Linked DNA regions of Capra hircus: region 2 is linked to region 1. Evidence: chromatin contacts called from public Hi-C data. All regions are on one chromosome and are shown on one strand. The core of a region is the stretch at or near the end of the contact, and the rest is flanking DNA. Distances in the headings are between cores, read along the strand shown.

Region 1 (4,786 bases), core at 2,267-4,766:
CAGGGGATCAGAACAACCCCCGGGGTAAGGGATGCAGAAATCAAAACATCCCCACCAGGCACCAAAGTGACTTGTCTCCCCCGCTCGCTCGGGGGCCACCAGCCGCAGGGCGCCAGAACGCTAGCTACGGAATCCATTCAATCCTGACTTCACTGTGACTGTGGAACGAGGCCAAAGCCAGGGGTGCCAGGAGCACCGCTTTTCTGAATCAGCGACCGCGGCGGGAGCCGCAGCGACCTCGCGGGGCCGCGTCCCCGAGTCCCTGGCTCGGAGCCACTTGGGTGGCTCGAACTTGGGCAGACTGGACCGTCTCCTTCCTAGTCTTTCTGCGGTGCCCTCTGAACAGTATTGGGGTGGGAAAACCGAGAGAGACCCCTGCACACCTGGGACGGTGGGGCTTGGGCTGAGGGGCTGTGTCCCGTGCCCACCTGGGGGCAGAGGCTCCACCTGTGGGCTCCGTGCCCACGGCTGTCCCTCTCCTCCCCGCTCCTCCCCAGGCCCCAGACAGTTCATTCCGCACAGCTGCCCCTGCAGTCATCTTTCCATTTCCCTTCCCCCGTGCTGGCCCCGCAGAATACCCCTGGCTTTACTTTGTAAATCTAGGAACCTCCAGACACAGCACAAAGAGCTGCTGAGTCTGCAGCCAGAACCTGGGGTCCCAAGCCCCAGGCTGCAGGGTCTTCACCCGGGGAAGATTTCGAACCCAGCAGAGGTCGGGGGCACAGTGACACCTGTGGCAGCTGCCAGCTCCTGCTCAGCTGTCCCCTGGCTCAGGGGCTGTCCCCTGGCTCAGGGACCGTCCCTTCTCCCAGTTTCCTGTGGTTACCCCACTCTCACTTCATCTACTCAGGACAATGAGACCCAACAAACCCTCTCCTACCACGTGGCAGTGAAGCAGAAATTACCCCCAAACGTGGTCGTAAACGGCCTGGGTGGCAGTGACATGCCCGTGTGGGCTCCTGATGGTGATAGGTGCAGGGCTGTGGGGCCCAGAGTTCCCCGGGCGCAGGCTGAATAGGGCCTCCGGGAACCTCTAACTGCTTAAAAAATGGAGGCTAGTCTTCTTTTCTTTGGCTGCATTTGCAGCACGTGGGATCTTAGTTCTCTGCTCAGGGATCAACTCCAGGCCCCCTGCACTGGGAATGCAGAGCAAAAGTGAACACACTACCAGAGCTAGAATAGACAACTAACAGGGACCTGCTCTATAGCACGGGGAGTTTTGTGCTCAGTATTCGGTAATAACCTACAAGGGAAACGAATCTGGAAAATATATGTATATTCTAAAAAGCCAGCCTCTGCGGCTTGAGCGACCTCATTTCCTCCAGGAGCTCACTAGGGGTCTCAAGGACCCCTGGGATGGCAAATTTAGAATGTCCCTTAATTAATTTGTCCCACAATCTTTGTTTCCTTTTCAGTTTTAAAAAACTTCTCTTTACCTTCTACTTCTCTTAGAGCATTATTTATTGTGTTTATTTACTCTTGGATTCCTCGTAATTTAGTCCTCACGTAGGAAATGATTTTTTATTTTCTTTTTTCTTTTGGCCATGCAGCATCTTCATTTTCCAACCAGGGGTAGAACCTTGGCCCCTGCCTCGGAAGCAAGAGTCCTGTCCACTGTACTGCCTGTCAAGGAAGTTTCTTTCCTGTTTTAAATTCTTTTCTTGAGTCTCTCATTTGTGAGTTGTAAAAATTGACTTACAATGGTGTTTTTCTCAGGCCTTGTATCATTGTGTGAAACTTTTTCGCTCATTTTGAGACAGCGAGTTTCGGGTTTATCTCTTTGCAGATGCCTCCTTCTCAGTCTTCTCGTTCCTCCTCTGTGAGGAGTGTCGCTCTGTGGCCTGTTCTTGTTTTTCTTGTAGTAACTTGTGTATGGAATTTGACCTTGACACTTTTCTGTTGCTTCTTATGTGAATTTCATGTTCATGAGCTTTTAGCAGGAGGCCTGGTACAAAGGCTTTTCCTGTTTCACAGACGCCCTCCTGATGTTGGCCTTATGTGCTTGTAACACGAAACACACACGCACACACACACACACACACACACACGGTAAGTGGAACAACCCCCTCTCATCCACACCCTCCCCTCTCCCTCATTTGTCTCCATCAGCCCTGAGGAGCTATGGTTCCTCAGCTTCATTTCTAAAAGCCGAATGGATCTGTGGACCAGAGAGCGGTGTCAGGCGCTGCTCGCGCTCTCTCCTCCCGTCCTGCACGGCCCACACGTTTGCATTCGGCGCTTTCCTTGATTCCAACCTGGGACTCAGGCCTGGGAGGCAAGAGGAACCAAGACCAGCAGGGGCGTGAAGCTGGAAAGAAGCAGCCTCTCAGACTTGTCCGGTCGGGTTGAATGGGCTGTTAATCCACTGGAACGAGAGCCCAGCATTCTTGGGTCCCTCTGGCTGTTTCATTCTTTGGGAATTAGCACATAGGATCCTGCAAGTTTCAACAAACGAGGCCAGGAGAGGGGAGCGGGTCATGCCCCGAGCATCCGAGGCCGTGGTCCCTGGTGGAACACGAGGTCCCTGCATCCACGAGGCAGTCACGGGTCAGTTTCAAATGTCCACCCTGCGCCATAAAGGAGGCTTAATGAGGAGGCAGAAATACACTGTGTGAAACATGTCACGTGCTCACTGTGAGTGGGGAGGGTGGGTGAGGGGCTTCTGATGGCAGACCCCCACAGCAGCCCCCAGCCTCTCAGAGGCTACATGTGATCATTACAGGCACCTTGGACCCTCTCCCGTGGAAGCTTGCTCTTGGCCTCTTTGCTGGGCACCTTGGGGTCTCCAGATCTCCACATTGTTTTCCATTTCTCTGCAGAACCTAGAGAAGACTCGCCTCACTGGCCTTCCATCTGTTGGCTGGTGAGCACATCTCTTCAGCCGTAAGCAAAAATCCTGCAACAGTGCTTTCTCCAGAGATAATCTTTTAACTCGCTATAATTAACAAGCATGCCAGACTGTGTGAAGGGCCCTGGGCCTCGGGGTAGGCACAGCGAATGTGCTGGGACCTGGCCGTGGCTGCTTCCTGGGCTTGGCTGCCACTGGTCTCCGAGCATCACACCCTCTGGCTCCCCAAGGCTCTCCCACCCAGGAGGAACGGGCCACACTCTGCTGCCAAGATGTGGGTGTTATTTGTCTCACGGTCACAGAGCTGAGCCAGGCCGTGGCACCCCACCAATAAATATTATCGTCCGCTGCCGGTAGCCAAGGCCAAGTTGGGATCTGGGAGTGGAGGTCAGAGGAGCAAGATTCCCAGATGGCACAGGGTTCGGGGGGGACAAGGGAGAAGCAGGCGCCTCCCTCCCTGGGGTCGTTGGTGAGAGTTGGCGGGAATGGCTTCTGCTGAAGCGGCAGAATGAAACTCCAGGGGCTGAGACCTGGGGCCCTGGCGCCAACACTGCCCCTTCTGTTGTCCCCAGCCGAGGCCAAGAGCCCTTTGTATGTCTGAATAACTGGCCAAGGACCGGACGGCACATTGTGCCAAGACCGGCGACGGGCCGGCTTGAGCTGGGCGGCCTCTGCTGGAATCCCTCGACACTTTACAACATTTGGCGAGCGTGGTCCGCGGGCTCCGGGCACTCAGAGGCCGAGGTGTTCACAGAACTCACAGCTGGTCCTCAGAGGGGGACGGACAGGAACAGGTGCACGGACCCACAGGTAACCTGGGGCAATGAGCAGTGTGTGAATGAAGTAAACAGGCCAGCCCAGTAGGCAGGATGGGGTCTCCTGCGGGGCAGAGGCCGGAGGGGCCCTGCTGGGGTGACCTGGTGTCAGACACACTGTGCCCTGAGAGGGGGCTGGGGGAGAGGCAGGGCAGCTTCCCACAGGGCAGTGGACGTGAGGAGGGGTTTGGACTCTGTTCTAAGCACCAGGGCAGTATGCCGGGCTGTGACACAAAGGGGCCTGGCACCTAGGGAAAGGGCACTCTGGCCACTGCGGAGCAGCAGGAGTCTGGGGAGGTGGGTAGGGTGACCACGACCTGCCCCAGGGGGACCTGTGGATGTGCGGCCTCACGTGGCAAAAGAAGCTCTGCAGGTGGGATAAAGTGAGGCCCTTGAGGTGAGACATGGCCCCGGATCATCTGAGGGTCCCGATCTCATCACGTGGATCTTTATCAGGGAGATGGGAGGTCAGAGGAGGAGAGGCGACAACAGAAGCAGAGGTCAGACATGGGGCCTCCCCTCGAGGAGAGGGGCCTTCCTTAACCCTCCAGCTTTTGGTGGCCAGCAGGCCTTGGCGTCCGGGCTTCTAACTGCACCTTTCCAACCTCTGTCCAGCCTCACATGGCTTTTTCCTCTCTGTGTCTCCATGTCTTCACACAAAGTCGCCAGTCACTGGCTTTAGGGCCCACCCTCACCCAGCATGAGGCAGAATAGTGTCCCCCCCCCCAAAAAAAAAATGTCCAAGTCCTGACCCCGGAGACCTGGGAATGTGACCTTATTGGAAAACAGGGTCTTTGCAGATCTAATTAATTTGTATCCTTAAAGAGGCAAAAGAGGCAGATTTGAGACGCACAGATGCTGACTCTTCCAGGGACCATGTGAGCGCAGAAGCAGGTGTTGGAGTGATACAGCATAAGCCAGGAAACACCAGGAGCCCCAGGAGCTTGAAGAAACCGCAAGTGTTAGTCGCTCAATTGTGTCTGACTCTTCGTAGCCCCATGGACTGTAGCCTGCCAAGCTCCTCTGTCCCTGGGATTCTCCAGGCAAGAATACTGGAGTGGGTTGCCATGCCCTTCTCAAGGGGATCTTCCCAACCCAGGGATCGAACCTGGGTGTCCTGCAT
Region 2 (4,853 bases), core at 1,224-3,723, 64 kb after region 1:
TCTCCGTCACATTGACTGTCGAGCCCAAACCAGGACTTGAAGATCTTTTGTGTCATTTAATTATTGCATCAGCCATAGCTTGACCCCGATTGTGGCTGGAGGAACAAGACACTGGCTTATTATAGGACACTGAGTGGTCAGCCAGGTTCAGACCCACTGTGGGCCTTTGATCGTAGCTGTGATGCTGTGACCTCCCACTCAGCCAACCAGGCCACCTGCCCTCCTGACTAGATTGATGGGTGTGACTTCTTCTGGCCACAAGTGGTTTTATTTTAGCTCTCCTGGGGGCTCATGAAAGTTTCATTTCTCTCATTGGAAACCCCCCATTCTTGTGGAGGGAAGGCTTTGTGACTTTCCTCACACAGGCTTTCCAACGCCCTCCAGCTGCTCAGCAAGGTCACCCAATTTTCTGAAGTTCACAGGGTGGACATGGTGATTGTCTGTAATTCTGAGTGGAACCAAGGCCTGGGGACTTCTGAGTGAAGGTAGAAGCAAAGCTGGAGACACTGAAGCTAGGTTTTCCATGGTGCTCTCCACTAAGTTAAACAAAGAAAACATCAAGAGTGTGCCTGGCAGCCAGGCTCGAGGCTTGTGGCAGCCACTGTGGGGTCTGATTGATATGCTCAGAAGGCTGGCCCTGCTCATTGAGGGGTCTAGAGAAGCAATACTGTGGTGGCAAACAGGGCTTGAGGGTTCAGGACTGGCCATCAGTGAATCGATGGATGGATGGATAAATGCAGGCGGTCCATGCACGCAAGGGACTGTCCAGTTTAGCCATAAAAAGGAGTGAGGCACTGACCTACCATGATGTGGATGAACTGTGATAACCCTCCTCTCAGTGCAATGGCTGGATGCCTGGGAGTGTCTGGTATCATTTACATGAAATGACAAAGGATGTTGGGGCTGGAGAGATACCAAGTACGTTGGAGGTACCTGGGGCGGGAGAGGGGCGTGGGAGTGAATGGCAGCAAGTTTGTGGTGATGAAACTTCTTGGAACCAGATGATGGTGAAGTTTGCACAGCAGTGTGAACACCCTAAACGCCACCAAACTGTTCCCTTTAAAATGGTTAATGGTTAAATTCATATTATGTGTGTGGGGGGGTGTGTTTATGTTCTTAGTCCTGTCCAACTCTTTGAGACCCCAGGGACTGTAGCCCACAAGGCTCCTCTGCCTATGGGATCCTCTGGGCCACAATACTGAACTGGGTTGCCATTTCCTTCTCCAGGGGTTCTTCCCAACCCAGGGATCAAACCCATGTCTCTTGCGTCTTCTGCATTGCAAGCAGATTCTTTAACACTTTGCCACCTGGGAAGCCCATATTATGTGGATTTGTACCTTAAAAAAAACACACACAAAAAACATGCAGGCGTACAGTCAGAAGCCCTGGGTTCAAACCCCGACTCTGCGTCTAATGGAGAGGCTAATGGAGCTTCGGGGTTGGGGGTGGGAAATGCAACTCCGTTTCCAGGATTCGGGGTCCCCATCCACGCAGGGTGCAGCATCACCTCTGGCTTCTGCAGGGTGGGTGAGGTAGCAGGGTGAAGCCCCCATGCCTGACAGAGCTGTGGCTGGTGGCCTGGTGTGAGGGTGAGACAGTGACCTTCCAGGGCCTGGGGACTGGCCGGCTAGGTGCCCCGATTCTGCCCTCGACCTTCTGGGCAGAGCTCAGCTGGTGTCAGAGGAGACATGCGGCCCACCCACGGCCACCCCGTGATGAGCTCTGGCCCCTGGTCAGGCCTGGCCGCCCATCCGGGTCCTATCCCCACACATCTGGGTTTGCGATGCAGAGTCCCCCTCCCGGTCTTTGCTCCAGGCGCCTGGCTTGACCAGCAGAGGACTGGCCACTGGACTCTAGTCCGATTTCTTCACGCGGATAAAATACAGTCTACGCTTCTGCTCCCTTCCTGCCCCACCCTGGGGTGGGGGGCTCCTCTGGGATGTGCTGCTGCCCTGCCCACTGTTACAGTTGAAGAGTGTCCCCCCCAAAACAGGGCGCTGCAGTCTTAACCCCAGAGCCTCAGAACCTGACCTCCTCTGGACGTAGGGCCACTGCAGGTAGAACTAGTTAGGAGGAGGTCGTCGCAGAGCAGGGTGACCCCTAACCCCGTACAACTGGAGTCCTCGTAAGAAACGGCCACATGACGAAGGACATCAGGTGCTGGTGGAGGCAGAGGCTGGGCAGATGCGGCCACAAGTCAAGACCACCGGTGACACGGGAGCCGGAAGAGGGAGGAAGGACCCTCCCCTTCAGGCTACAGGGGGCTCGGCCCTGACGTCAGACTGCAAGCCTCCAGACCCCGAGAGGACAAACTTCAGGTGTTTAAAGCCTACGGGTTGTGGCACACTGTCTCAGTGGCCCCAAACCACTGTGAGGTGTTATAAAAGGTGGAGCTCCTCCGCGTGGGGCCCCCTTGGGTCTCGCTGTTTCGTTAGTCTGTGCAGGCACAGGGAAGGCCCACCCGGCTGGTGCACTGTGCCCCCCGCCAGCCTCTCTCTCAACACCAACACCAGCTCCGTGGGCAGCCCAGCCTTTCCTGAGAGAGGGAGGGGATGGGGCCCAGAGCTGCAGCAGCTGGGGCAAGTGCCCTAGAGAACCAGCTTCTGCCTGGAAGGAAGAACAGGTGAGTCGCTGTCCTTCCGGGACCTCCACTAGGGTCCTTTAGACGCTGATGTGAGCCTGCAGGTCATCGGGACCCAGCATCCCCTCCCTCCTCGGACTGGCCACCTCGGGGACATCTGGAGTGAAGCGTGGAGGATGAGGTGGCTCACAGCACTAAGCCAACTCCCCGTGGCCAGCTCGGGCAGGCAGGAAGGACGCCGGCATGATCTGTCCTGGCCTGTCTGTGATTCCATCCCGAGTGGACACGGTGACGGGAAGGCCTCCGGTGTCTCTGTTGCTCACACCCATGTGACTGGACAGCTCCCTTGGGAGATCCCAGATGCCCCAGGATGAGACCCTCCTCCCTGCGTCCAATTGCCAAGCAGTCCATTTTGGGGGCATCACCCATGTCGCCCCAAAGCACTTGGGCTCCTGCGTGGCCCGTGGGGCTGCCCTGCTGGTTGAGAGCCTGAGACTCTTCCTCCACTCAGCGTATGCCCCTGCTTTAGGTTTTGCCCCTTTTAGGTTCTAGAAACTGCGTGGGTAATGGAGAAACAAGATGGCTAAGGCTAAAAGCACAGCTCTTGAAACTTAAAATGACCACAAAGGGACTTCCCTGGTGGGCCAGTGGTTAAGACTCCATGTTTCCACTGCAGGGGACTGCATGCCACATGTGTGGCAGAAAGAAAGAAAGAAAATGAGCAAGAATTCAAGAGCTGCAGGGAGTGGGAGATTTGTAGCCTTGATCAACTTTCTCCTTCACCTCCCAAGGGCCTCTCCACCTCGGCCTCCCAGTTCAGCTGAGGGCAACTCCATCCTCCAAGCTGTTTGCACCAAGGCCCTTGGCCTTATTCTTTTTTTTTTACGATATTTATTTATTTTAATTTTTGATTGTGCTTGATCTTAATTGCTTGCAGACTTCTCATTGCGGTGGCCTCTCTTTTTGGGGGCACGGACCGTAGTGTCCACAGGGTCGGTAGTTGTGGTGCATGGGCCTAGTTACCCTGTGGCACGTGGGGTCTTCCCAGACCACGGATAGAACCCATGTCCCTTTCATCAGCAGACAGCTTCTCATCCACTGGACCAGCAGGGAAGTCCCCTTGGCCTTATCTTTGATGCCCTGCTTTCTCTCGCACCCCCAGCTGGTAGGGCTGGAGATCATGACACAAGTGTGTCCTGCACCTGGCACTTCTCACTCCCCCTTCGGGGGGCTTTCCACCTGGGGTTTGTCTGTCACCCCACATCTCCCCTCTTTGAGAAGCTGGGTGAGACGTGTATGTGCCCCGTAGCTGTCCTCACGCCTCTCAGAGCAAAGCCCCCATCCCTGCATGTGGCCTGTCTGGTCAGTCTCTGACCTCCTCTCCTGCCACTGTGACCCTCACACACTGCATCTCGGCCACGCTGGCCTCTGCTGTTCCTGAAATTTCCAGAACCATCCTGGTGTCTGCACGGCCCACCCCGTCACCTCGTGCAAGTCTTTGCTCCATTGTCAGCTTCTCAGTGAAACCCACCCTGACTGGGTACCGGGCTTCCTGCCCCATGGTGCTTTTCCCGGAGCCCTGGCCACCTGTCGCTTTGCCCCCGCCGGGCCCGCCCCACCCATCATCTCTGGACCGTCTCCCCTGCTGATGCAGACACCATGGGGGCTGGGGTCTCGGCTCGGCATCTCGTCACTCACATTCCCAGTCTTGCCCACTAATGGGTACACGAGGCCGGGGGGTGTTCAATAAACAGTGGTGTCAGACTGGAGTGGAGCTGTGTGTCATTACAAAACTATGAAATGAGGCAGAGACCATGGCAAGTGGAGCCTGAGTGTCAGGCCTGTTTCTGATGTTCACACTTTTGATTTGTGTTTGTGTGTTCAGGGAGCTAGCACATCTGGAGGGTGGCCCCTCTCTGGATTTCCAGAGTTCAGTAAAAAGGATCAGATGGTTTCCCTTTGCTTAAAAATAATTTCCCTATTTCAATTCTAGTAAAATAAAACAAACTCACTGACTGACAGAGGAAATTCTGACAGAATAATCTTAACACTGAAAAAATACACAGCTTTTATCTTCAATGCGGTGGTTAGTGAGTGTATCTTAAGGACGGCGGAAACAGAAGACCTTTCTTTCCTGTTGACGCACGTTTGAACTTTTCCACAGACGGGGGAGCTGGGCCTTTCTACTGCAGAACCCCCAAGGTGTGACCCAACCTGTGGGTCAGGGAACCTGAGCCGGGCTGTCTCTCACGATGAAACTGCCCCAGACTGA

The links. Hi-C and Micro-C count contacts between places; a contact is called where the count stands out from the background.
Region 2: a Hi-C map of blood shows a contact between it and region 1, with 6 times the contacts expected there. The contact joins two enhancer-like sites. A contact is called at or near these places in 4 of 5 Hi-C or Micro-C datasets (blood and liver).

Annotation. Positions count from the first base shown.
Region 1 is chr18:14,667,820-14,672,605 of ARS1.2, forward strand. No RefSeq gene overlaps it. Among named protein-coding and RNA genes, the nearest start is that of KLHDC4, 18 kb to the left of the region's middle. Within about 2 kb of position 3,517, at least 3 of the 5 cell types and tissues checked have an H3K27ac peak or open chromatin away from gene starts, as enhancers often do.
Region 2 is chr18:14,733,153-14,738,005 of ARS1.2, forward strand. No RefSeq gene overlaps it. Among named protein-coding and RNA genes, the nearest start is that of SLC7A5, 8.9 kb to the left of the region's middle. Within about 2 kb of position 2,474, at least 1 of the 5 cell types and tissues checked has an H3K27ac peak or open chromatin away from gene starts, as enhancers often do.